2 separate regions of the Arachis hypogaea genome follow, and region 1 is linked to region 2. Evidence: chromatin contacts called from public Hi-C data. All regions are on one chromosome and are shown on one strand. Each heading gives the region's core, a stretch centred on a gene start, on an enhancer-like site or on the middle of the called end of the contact. The rest is flanking DNA. Distances are from core to core; before and after follow the strand shown. Region 1 holds the start of LOC112794413 (BON1-associated protein 2). Region 2 holds the start of LOC112794409 (F-box/FBD/LRR-repeat protein At4g26340-like).

Evidence for each region. A called contact is a pair of places that touch in the nucleus more often than the background predicts.
Region 1: a Hi-C map of an unstated tissue shows a contact between it and region 2, with 3 times the contacts expected there. The contact joins the promoter of LOC112794413 here to the promoter of LOC112794409 in region 2. A contact is called at or near these places in 2 of 8 Hi-C or Micro-C datasets (leaf and an unstated tissue).

Annotation. Positions count from the first base shown.
Region 1 is chr4:113,940,722-113,945,852 of arahy.Tifrunner.gnm2.J5K5, forward strand. LOC112794413 (BON1-associated protein 2) reads left to right here and starts at 2,019. Exons shown (of 1, transcript XM_025836449.3): 1 at 2,019-2,987. The coding sequence starts at 2,248. The coding sequence ends at 2,865. It overlaps LOC112797366 (cuscuta receptor 1-like), which reads right to left. Exons shown (of 8, transcript XM_025840268.3): 8 at 4,800-5,131. The coding sequence ends at 4,903.
Region 2 is chr4:113,802,393-113,807,866 of arahy.Tifrunner.gnm2.J5K5, forward strand. It overlaps LOC112794409 (F-box/FBD/LRR-repeat protein At4g26340-like), which reads right to left and starts at 2,138. Exons shown (of 2, transcript XM_025836442.3): 1 at 1,336-2,138; 2 at 875-1,242. The coding sequence starts at 2,046. The coding sequence ends at 961.

The DNA of each region.
Region 1 (5,131 bases), core at 769-3,268, 140 kb after region 2:
AAAACAACTGTGACCACCTATATATTAAATCTACAATCTACGACCAAAAAAATATCTATAATTTTATTTTGTATTTTAATAATATTATTTATATACTAAATACTCTTAATATTAGTATAATATTTAAATATTTTTTAATTAATAAAACAAAAAAATACATGCTAATTGTTAAGAAAATACTGATATTAAAAAATATAGACATAGTGAATTGTTTTTTCTTTTTTATGTTTGTAATTTGTAATGAATATTCAAACACTAAAATAACACAATAAAATATATATATATATATATATATATATATATATATATATATATATATATATATATATATGGGTACAATTATATTTTCATATAGTGGCAGATCTAAGGGGGGCCTAAGGTGGCCATGGTCCCTCCAAAATTAAAAAAAAAAAATAGTAAATAGTAAGAATTAATAATATTAAATTTATTTTTATATATAATATTAAAAAAAATATAAGTTACAAAATTTTATAAATTAAAATAATTTAAAACTGCATTATGTATTAGATATTTGAATTATTGTTGCTCTTATTAACAAATAGCCTATTTTAATAATTAATAAAAATAGTTCTATTATACTAGCCTAAGCTCATATTATTAATTAAAGTAATACTAGTACATTTTTTAAATATTTGTTTCAAACCATCAGAGGTATCAGCGCTACTTTTCTCTCTCTTTTAGTGGTTTCTAAACTTTTGTTCTTCTACTCTTCTCATTCTAATTTTCTTTCCATACTAAAATAAGACATATGAAGAAAAACCATTAAAGACAAGTGAACAGCAAAATATTAATCATTGAATGCACAACAAAAATTTAAAGAGGTATATTTCAATTTTTTTAAGTTAATAACAATGTCAAGTATTATTTATATTATTTATTTAAAATAATTAATTTATTTTTTTTATAATGGACAGTGTTCAAAGATTGAAGTGAGGGCAAAACTCAATAGAATTATTTTTGGGTGAGACTTGGAACAAAAAAATAATCAGGTAAATCAATAACTTTATTTTTGATTATTATATATTTGTGTTTCTAAAATTATTTGTTATTGCTCAATAGATTTAATATTTTTTTTAAAGAAAATAATATATATGCAATTATTTTTATTTTTTATTTGTTAGATAGTTCAAGTTAAGTTAAAAATGTCAAAGATGAAAATAATTCACTCATTTTTCAAGAGAAAAGAGAGAATATATGATGAACAAAATTCAGTTTCAGATTCTTTGAGTAATGTTCAAAATATTATTGAACAACCTGTGACACAACTTGTTGAACAAGATTAAAAAATATCAAAATCTTAAAGTATGTAGTCGAACATTAACTTTTATATAATATAATTACTTTTTTGATATATATGCTACAAATCATATTTTATTAATTTTTTATTATATTTTATATTTAATTAGCACCCCTCTTATGAAATTTCTGTTCCGCCACTGTTTTCATATATATTGATTCAAGGAAAATTAATTTTAGCACAGAGAAAAATTTTCCAAAATAAAAAACGTATCTTTCCCCCTTTTTAGTAAATGAATAGACAAATACATAACCATCCTAATGTTATTATATAAAAAATGATTGTACAATTCCCATGTTTTTTTCAAAATAATTTTTAAACTTGAGAAAACTTAAACCAGCAGCAAATTAAAGAAGTCAATAGAGCTAAAAGAGAAGTCAACTGTGATGAATGAAAAACAGAATTTACTGACAATATAATTTGGTTGCCGCGGTCTTCGGTAAGCTCTCTCCTTTCTATTTTCAATTGAATTGATCCAAAACAACTTCGTAGAGATCACCAACCACTCTACCAGGAAAATTCATACAAACGCGCACACGAAATTCTAAATAATTTTCCGAAAGAAATTTCCGATATAATTTCCAATAAAACTACACTCAATTTACCTAACTGTGACACTTTCTATATAGTCTTCCATAAATAATCAAATTGTAAATTATCATCTAAAACACCAACATTATTCTATACGTCAGGCAACAACTCTACGCGAAATCAAACAGCGTTTTTCACTTTTTTTTTTTTTAGTTAAATTTCCCTTCATAATAACCATTCTTATATAAACCACACTCTACTCCTGCCCTTTCATCTCAAACACACTTTCATAATCACATATATCAAAGTACTATACTCTATATAGTAGTGTTTGAATTTGATTATTTTTAGAACAAGTAAAAGTTTACTCATAAGTTATAAGCCTTTTGATTTTATATATGGAATCTATTAGGCCAAGCACACTAGAGATTATGGTTATATCCGGCGAGAATCTATGCATGAATCAGAATCCAGTGAAGGAAGCTTATGTTGTGATTCGAGCTGAGTCCCTCAAATGTTGCACGACAAAGATGGTGAAATACGGTGGCGAAAACACTTCGAGCTTGCTCTCGTGGAATGAGAAATTCTTGATGGACATACCCCTGCATGCAAGGTCCATAACCTTTGAGGTGCAATGCAAGAACTCAAACGGCGCCGTTAGAAGCGTTGGCGTGGCAAGGATAGCCATTTCCCATTTTCTTGGAGAGAAGAATAATGTTAATGGTAATAAGGGAATTTATGAATGCACCATGCAGAAGATGATGAGTTATAGGTTGAGGGATTGGGATGGACGGCGAAATGGGGTTATCAATTTCTCGGTGAGGGTGGCAAAGCTGCCGGAGGAGGATCCTTTATTGGAAGCAACAGCGGTGGTGCCGGAGCCGGCGAAGGGAATGCCAGTGAGGAGTTGTGGATTTGAGGGAAGGGTTTTGGGGTTTAAGGTGGATGAGAGTAATAATTCAAATGGGGTAGCTGTTGGCATTCCACTTTGGTGGAGTTACCCTAACAATATTTAATTTTAAAGTTGTTTTTTAGTTATTTTCTTAATTCTTTTGTGACGGAGAGGAAGTTAATAATTATTATTACAAAAATGTTATTTATATACTAAAATTAATTATTAAATTCTGTCTTTAATTTATTTTAATGTGTATTTTATATTTTAAAATATATTTTATCTATCAACCATAAAAAAATATTCTATCTTAATAGCTAATTTTAGTGTACATCTAATATGTTTGTTATTATTATATAATGTTTGTTGATTTTGAGTTTGTTACCCACATAAATAATACTGTTTAATTTACTTTAATCAACTTAGATTGGTCGAGTGATCAGTTCACTCATCTACTAATTAAGTGTCGAAAATTCGAATCCTACCTTATGCATGCAGCAATTTATTGGCCAATAACAAACTCTTAATTATGAAACTCATATCTGTGTCAAATTAGTTCTTAATCTATCATATTCAAAAAAAAAAAATCCCGCAAATATAGCATTAGAGCAATACATATTAGGATTTGGTTCTGGTTTTATGGTTTTAAGTGCGAGGGAAAATTATATGTATTCAAGCTAGTTAATTATTGTATTTATATTCATACAAGAACTTTTTATTGTTTATAATTTAAAATTATTGACAAGAGTTTAATTTTAACTTTTTTTAAGAATAATCATTCATGGCCAATATTTATTGGTGAAAGGAATTAGATCTATTAATATTTAGAGAAAGTATAGGGAGACAATGAGTTTAATAGTATTAGTAGAATTATTAGATAATTAGAGGTTAGTAACATTTTAATTTCATTTTTATATGTGTGTATTCTTTACTTTTTTTTAATCAAAATATTCTATCATAATTTATTATTTAAGGCAACTGAATATGAGCGAAAGGGGCTTGATTGATGAAGAAACTTAAGATGCTATGAGCCTCTAACCTTTTTATCCGAAAATATTGATATCATCTTTGATGCGTGTACCTAAAAGGCTAAAAACTTGAATACTATGTGTGACTGTGTGAGTGTGTATGAGAAGCTTGATTATCACAAAAATTTTATCAATGACATGTTTTTCTTGAAGATGATATCATAGAAGGCAGTGAAATTATTGGATGAACAAAGATATACTTGGAAAATTTATCTACTTATTCAATAAACAAAGATATTCTAATTTCTAAACGAGTTGGTATGTTTTTTTGACGAGTTAAATAAATTAAATAGTAGCTTGACGGCTTGAGCTGATAAATTAAATAAATTAATTTGTATTAAAAATAAATAAAACAAATAATTTTTAGACATTTATATTTTATAAAAGATATCTTTTACGGTATCTAAATTTCACTCGTAAAATTTGAACATTAAAAATGGACCTCACCTTATTCTATTTCTACTTTTAGGTAAATTAGACACAACTTTCATAAATACTGAATAATTCCGATCCCCTTTATAAAAGTCAAGCAAATTTCTTTTCAATGAAAACTTTCACCAATTGCTACCACAAGAGTAAATTTGGGTCCAATGGAAGAACCATATGAGAGCATATAAAATTATAAAATGAAAAGATACTAATACATTTAATTCAAAATCTTCAGATATTATATTTATGAGTTTCTTAATTTTTATAACTCTTCATTTCTTATTTTTTTTCAATGTCGAACTATCTCTAAATTATTGGACTGTATAATTGTATCATGTCAATCTTACAAAAATCACTAATTATTCTCATTTGTCATATGACTTGTATCGGTCGTTTTTATTAATAGAAATGACCATTATTCACAATTGATACTTTTATCCTGTTTTAAAATTTTTTGAGATTGTAGTTAACAAAAATTTAATTATTTTTGTCCACAAATTAATTATTCAAGAATATTTTGATGGTTAACTCTTAATTTGCTTTACCACTCCAATGAAGTGCACCTTAAATTCCTTTCTTAATAGATAGCAGCAAATGGTACTTACTAAATGAAAAGTGCAAATATTGAAATATAACATGGAAGTTCTAATTACATTGAAGTTTGAGAAGACATAAATTTAACAAACTAATTTACAGGCCCATCATCAATACAACCTTGGAAAATAATCAATGACAAAATAGTAGCAGGTGTCAATGACAACTTGAATGAAATAAAACCAAATCCGTCGCCAATAAGGACTTATATAGAAAACCGCCACCATCATCAACACCACCATTGTCCAAGACACTGCCATGCTAATATAGAAAACATACATGTCCATGAAACCATTGTCTCTGTCTCCCTCCACACCTGGTGAATGTAAAGTTGGTTGT
Region 2 (5,474 bases), core at 888-3,387:
ACAGGAACACAGATAGCAAGTAAAAACTAAATAAAACACTAACAAGCTGAAGAGATTATAATATCATGGCAAAAGATTCGATGGTGTGAAAATGTTTAGACTATTAAATGATTTTATAATAAAATATATTTTTTAAATTTTTAATAATTGTTAAATAATTTTTATTTAATTTTACTTATAAATTAATTTTTTATATATTATAATTATAAAATTTATTTTTATTTTATAAATTATTATTTTTATCAAATTGTAATAAATATTTTAGTAATTCTAATTAATTAGAATTTTATTCTTGATCCATTACATCTGTAAATACAGGTGAATTTGTGTTTTTTAAAAATTCTATCGATTGGACATACAATACAATCCAAAATTCAATCGATTAAAATTGTCGATTGAATTTTGCAAGGCATGTGATTTTTTTCTAATTCCATCGATTGATTTTTATCATACAATCGAATGAATCGAATGAATTGTGAAAATCCATGTTGCTTTTGATGATTTCAATCGATTGGATAGTAGGAACAATAAATTAAATTAGAAAAAACTCACCTGTCTTGCAAAATTCAATTGATTGTGTATCAGTTCCAATCAATTTAATTTTGACCTAGAAATTCAATCGTTTGTCTTGTATGTCCAATTGATATCCAATCGATTGAATTTTCAAGAAACACGATTAACAGATCAAAGATAAAATTCTAATCAATTAGAATTGTCAAAATATTTATTACGATTAATAAAAAATCTAATTCGTTATTATTTTTGTTCTTGATTATTAATACACATGATAGATGAATAATAAAATAATAATTTATAAAATAAAAAATAAATTTTATAATTAAATAATATATAAAAAATTAATTTATAACTAAAATTAAATAAAAACTATTTAGCTATTATTAAAAAATTTAAAAACATGTTTTGTCAACGTTCTGAGACTATCGAATAATCTGCCTAATATCATTCAAACAACAGTTCACAAGTTGTCGAAATCCTAGCAACCTTGGATATCTTTTTTAAAATTTCAAACCTATCTCCTTTTCTTGAGGAACTCGAGCAACATATGGTCATCTTCTTTAACAAACTTGCATTCTGCAGAATATATATTGCAAATTGAATATCAACATCAGCACCATGAAAATCTTTTATAGTGCAGGCTCTTAGGTGCGATGAAAGGCATCCAGGAACGGTTTGTGTGTAACACTGATTTAGTGGATCCAATCCACTTACCGATTTCTTCTCCTGCAAGTAATTCAAGCATAGCAAACAATAAAAAATAATTTTCAATGCAAACAAAATAGAAGGGAAAACAAAAATCCTTTACTCCCCACCAACCTTTCTGATGACAAGAATTTGAAGCAAGGGACAGGATTTGAGCAGTCCAACTAGCAACCCCCATTTACAATCATACACGGAGAGCTTCATCTGAATTAGATTGCGGAAAGTGATGGCAAGAGGACTGAATTCTAGCCCAAAATAAGAATAATAATTGATTTGCAAGTCCTCAATATTTGGGCATCCTGAGAGAATCATACCAAGATATTCATCTTCTGCAAATACGACCCGCATCAAATACAAAGTTTTAAGAGCCGGTAAGTGTACTGTTAAAATACGGTCCACTATTAAGAATTCCAACTTGAGAACAACAAGGCTTGCACATGTGAGAATTCCAATCGGCAACGTTGTTATCCGAGAATGAAGCTCAATCCTCTCAACTTGACGCTGTATGGCGGTGTTGAGCCACAATTCTACATCACATTCATCACATGAGGGATACTCAAATTTGAGGCGGAAATTGAGAATGGGTTGCGTTACATCTCGCGATAGCATAACCGCGTACGCGAAGCGAACAAACAGTTCTTTGTCATATCGGAAGAGTGCGTCATCGAGGTCCACTGTGGAAACTGAGTGCCACAGATTCCTCCACCTGCTCGAGAGAATGCTTGTTGCTGCAGCCATTTTAGATTCTAGAAAAGAAAGGATGTGAACAAGAATATCATTCGATAATGCACTAATTCTATCAACTCCCGACATGGTTAGTGCCATTGTTGGATTCACTGAGAACCCAATAAATAGATTGTGCTTTAGCGAACCCTATTGCTTCTCAACTCTCAAGCATACTAATAGGGGAGTGATATTGTCCTTTGTGATTCCAACTAGGCCATTATGGTGTTGATGGTCGGTTGGATGGGACCGGATTTAATTAACTTCAAATTTAATTTTTGTTCGTCCACTTTAAGAACTTATTTTTTTTTTAAATTGAAATAAAACAGAATTAATTAAATTAGATAGATCTAAATCAATAAAAAAAGATTTTTAATATTTTTTATTTTTTAGTGTGTTTAATAAATTTTTAATAATAAAAATAAAAAAGCTAAAAAAATAAAAAAATATTTTTTAAAAAGTTACCATTTATATTTTTTTAAAATATTTTTTAAAAAAATATTTTTCACATAATAAATGAATAAAAAGATATTTTTATCTTATTTTATCTAAATATAATTGATAAATAAAAAAATTTTTTATATAAAATATTCAAATATAAAATTATTTTTATTTTTATAAAAGATTTTTTAATCATTAATTTTTTTTTTTAAAATAGCGTCCAAAATCAATTTGGACGAATCACTAACTTACCCGTCCCTTAGATGAATATGGTGAATTTGAATTAATTCTAAAATTAAATCGATTCAAATATATAATTAGAATATAGTCATATACAATTTTATAAAGATTCAAGATTAATTCAAAATTTAAATGATTAGTTAGTAATAGATTTTATTAAAAAGATAAGATTTAGTTGTTTGGATTAGATTAGATTAGAATTTGAATAAAATTATTTTTTTCTCTAAAAACAAGAATTAATTTTAGAATAGATTTGAATTATTATTTTAGTTATCTTACCCTTCTAAAGATAAGATTAGATTGAATTTTTGAATTTGAATTCTAGATAGAACTTAGGATATAAATAAGTGAACAAAATTTACGGAGCGGAGGATTTTCGAATTCCAATCTAAGATCTCATACCTTCATCTTCTTTTGCTTTAGTTTTCTTGTTATCATGAGTGACTAATTTCTTTTTGTTAAATATTAAAAACTGTTTATTTTTATATGATTTATTAATCTAAACATTTTATTTTATTTTGGAGTTATGCATTGATCTATTTTTAAAATTGAATTTTTATTATTCATTCTAAAAAATTGAAGATATTGAAAAATATTATAATTTAAATTCTGTTATTATTTTAAAAAATTTAATATCTGAATTAGTTGAAAACTCTTTTTGACTTTTTGATTTGAAAACTCTCATGCACTATTTTTTAAAATTATAACAGAATTTAAAATTCTGTTAGTTGAAAACTCTTTCTCATGACTTTTTGATTTGAAAAATTTAATATCTGAATTAGTTGAAAACTCTCATCTCCAGCACTATTTTTCAGTTTTGATTTGATTTAATATCTGAATTAGTTGAAAACTCTTTCAAATTCAATTACTAGGTGTTCTTCTCTTTGGTCTCATCTCCAGCACTATTTCAACCTTTAACCAAGGCTCCGATCATTTTGATATACTCTTGTATGTTTCTTCGTCGTTAAATTTGTTATGGATAAGACTCCATCCTCAGCAAACATGGCACCAAATTCGATTAACAGCAGCATCAACAATTTGATATCAACACAATTTCTTTCTCAAAGACCATTCAATCCAATTCAACATAAACTTGGAGAGAACAATCATAAAACATGGGAGCAACAAACTCTTGCAGCCATAAGAGGTCAACACTTACAAGATCATCTGCAAAAAGAGAAGATTCCACAACAGTTCGAAAATCAAGAAAATCAAAGAGCAGGTATTGAATCTGATCAATACACACAACGGATTCAGGATTATCAGAATCTCATATCATGGTTGCTAGCATCGATGAATTCTGTCTTTAAGCCAAAAATGGTGGGGTGCATCTACAGCTATCAAATCTGAAAAAAGATACAAGCTTATTTTCAAGAATCAACAAAATTCAGAATTAAACAATTGAAGAATCAGCTCAATTAAAGGAATCAAGAAACATGGTCTTCCAGCAACAGATTATATTTCCAAGATCAAGACCATTGCAGACTCCCTAGCAGCCCTTGGGAAACCTCTCAAAACTGAAAAACAGATACAAGTCATCCTAGAAGGACTCAATGAAGACTATCAAATGCTTCTACTAACAATCAACTCGAAACCAGATTCATTCACACCATGTGAGGTTGAAACTCTTCTGTTAACTCATGAGGATCAGCTGGAGAAGTTCAGAAAAATAAAAACTGCAATGGTTCAGGCAAATCCTGCTCAGTCTTCATATCCAACAATTCCAAATTTTAAAGAGGCAATGGAAGGCGTAGAGGAAGAAGAAATGGTAGTAGATTTCAAAGAAGTGGTAGATCTTTCTACCAATCTCCATAACCGCAATGCCAAGTGTGTAGAAAAATTGGTCACATTGCATGGCACTATTTTCACAGACTCAACCAAGAAATACCCCCACATTCACAGCCTCAACAATCAAGATTTGATACCTTTTGGTACAAATTCATGATCTGCTTCAGGTTCACAAGGCAATCCTACATCAACCCCTCTACCACCGCCAGCATCATCCTTCCACAATCCATCAACATATGTAGCTGTACCTGCATCTATTACAGACCCCTCATGGTATCCAGATTCAGGTGCATCACATCACATAGCACCTAATCCTTCAAATTTGCTCTCTGGATCACAATACACTGGTTCTGATCAGGTCCAAATTGGAAATGAAATAAGTATCCCTATTACACATGTTGGTAATTCTATTCTATACTCTATTGACTATAAAAGATGGTTTTCATTACAAAAACTAATACACACACACACCTGAAATAACAAAGAATTTAATTAGTGTTAGCAAATTTGCAAAAGATAATAAGGTCTATTTTCAATTTCATGCCACTTATTGTGTTGTAAAATGTGAATTTACTCACAAGATTTTGTTGCAGAAATTTAGAAATGGAGGACTATACAAATTTGTGAATATCTGTGTTCCTCAATCAACATCTGGTCAAACATCTCCTTCTTTGTATTCATTGCATTGTTCTTCATTAGATTTGTGCCATAAGAGGCTGGGGCACTCAGCCTTCAAAACTGTACAATTAGTACTAAAACAATGTAATATTTGCTTCATTGATATTAATAAAATAGATGTGGACTTTACAGCTAGAGTTTGTAAAAACTGTGCAAAGGCACAGATGCATAAACTATCATTTGTTAGTTCAATTACTGAGTTTAATTACCTTTACAACTAGTTTTCTCTGATGTGTGGGGCCCTGCACCACTAATTTCACACGGGCTATGTATTATGTTACATGTATAGATGCTTATAGTAAGTATACTTGTACATACTTATTAGTGGATAAATCCCAGGTGTTTCATGCTTTTCTTCAGTATAAAGCATATATTGAAAATCT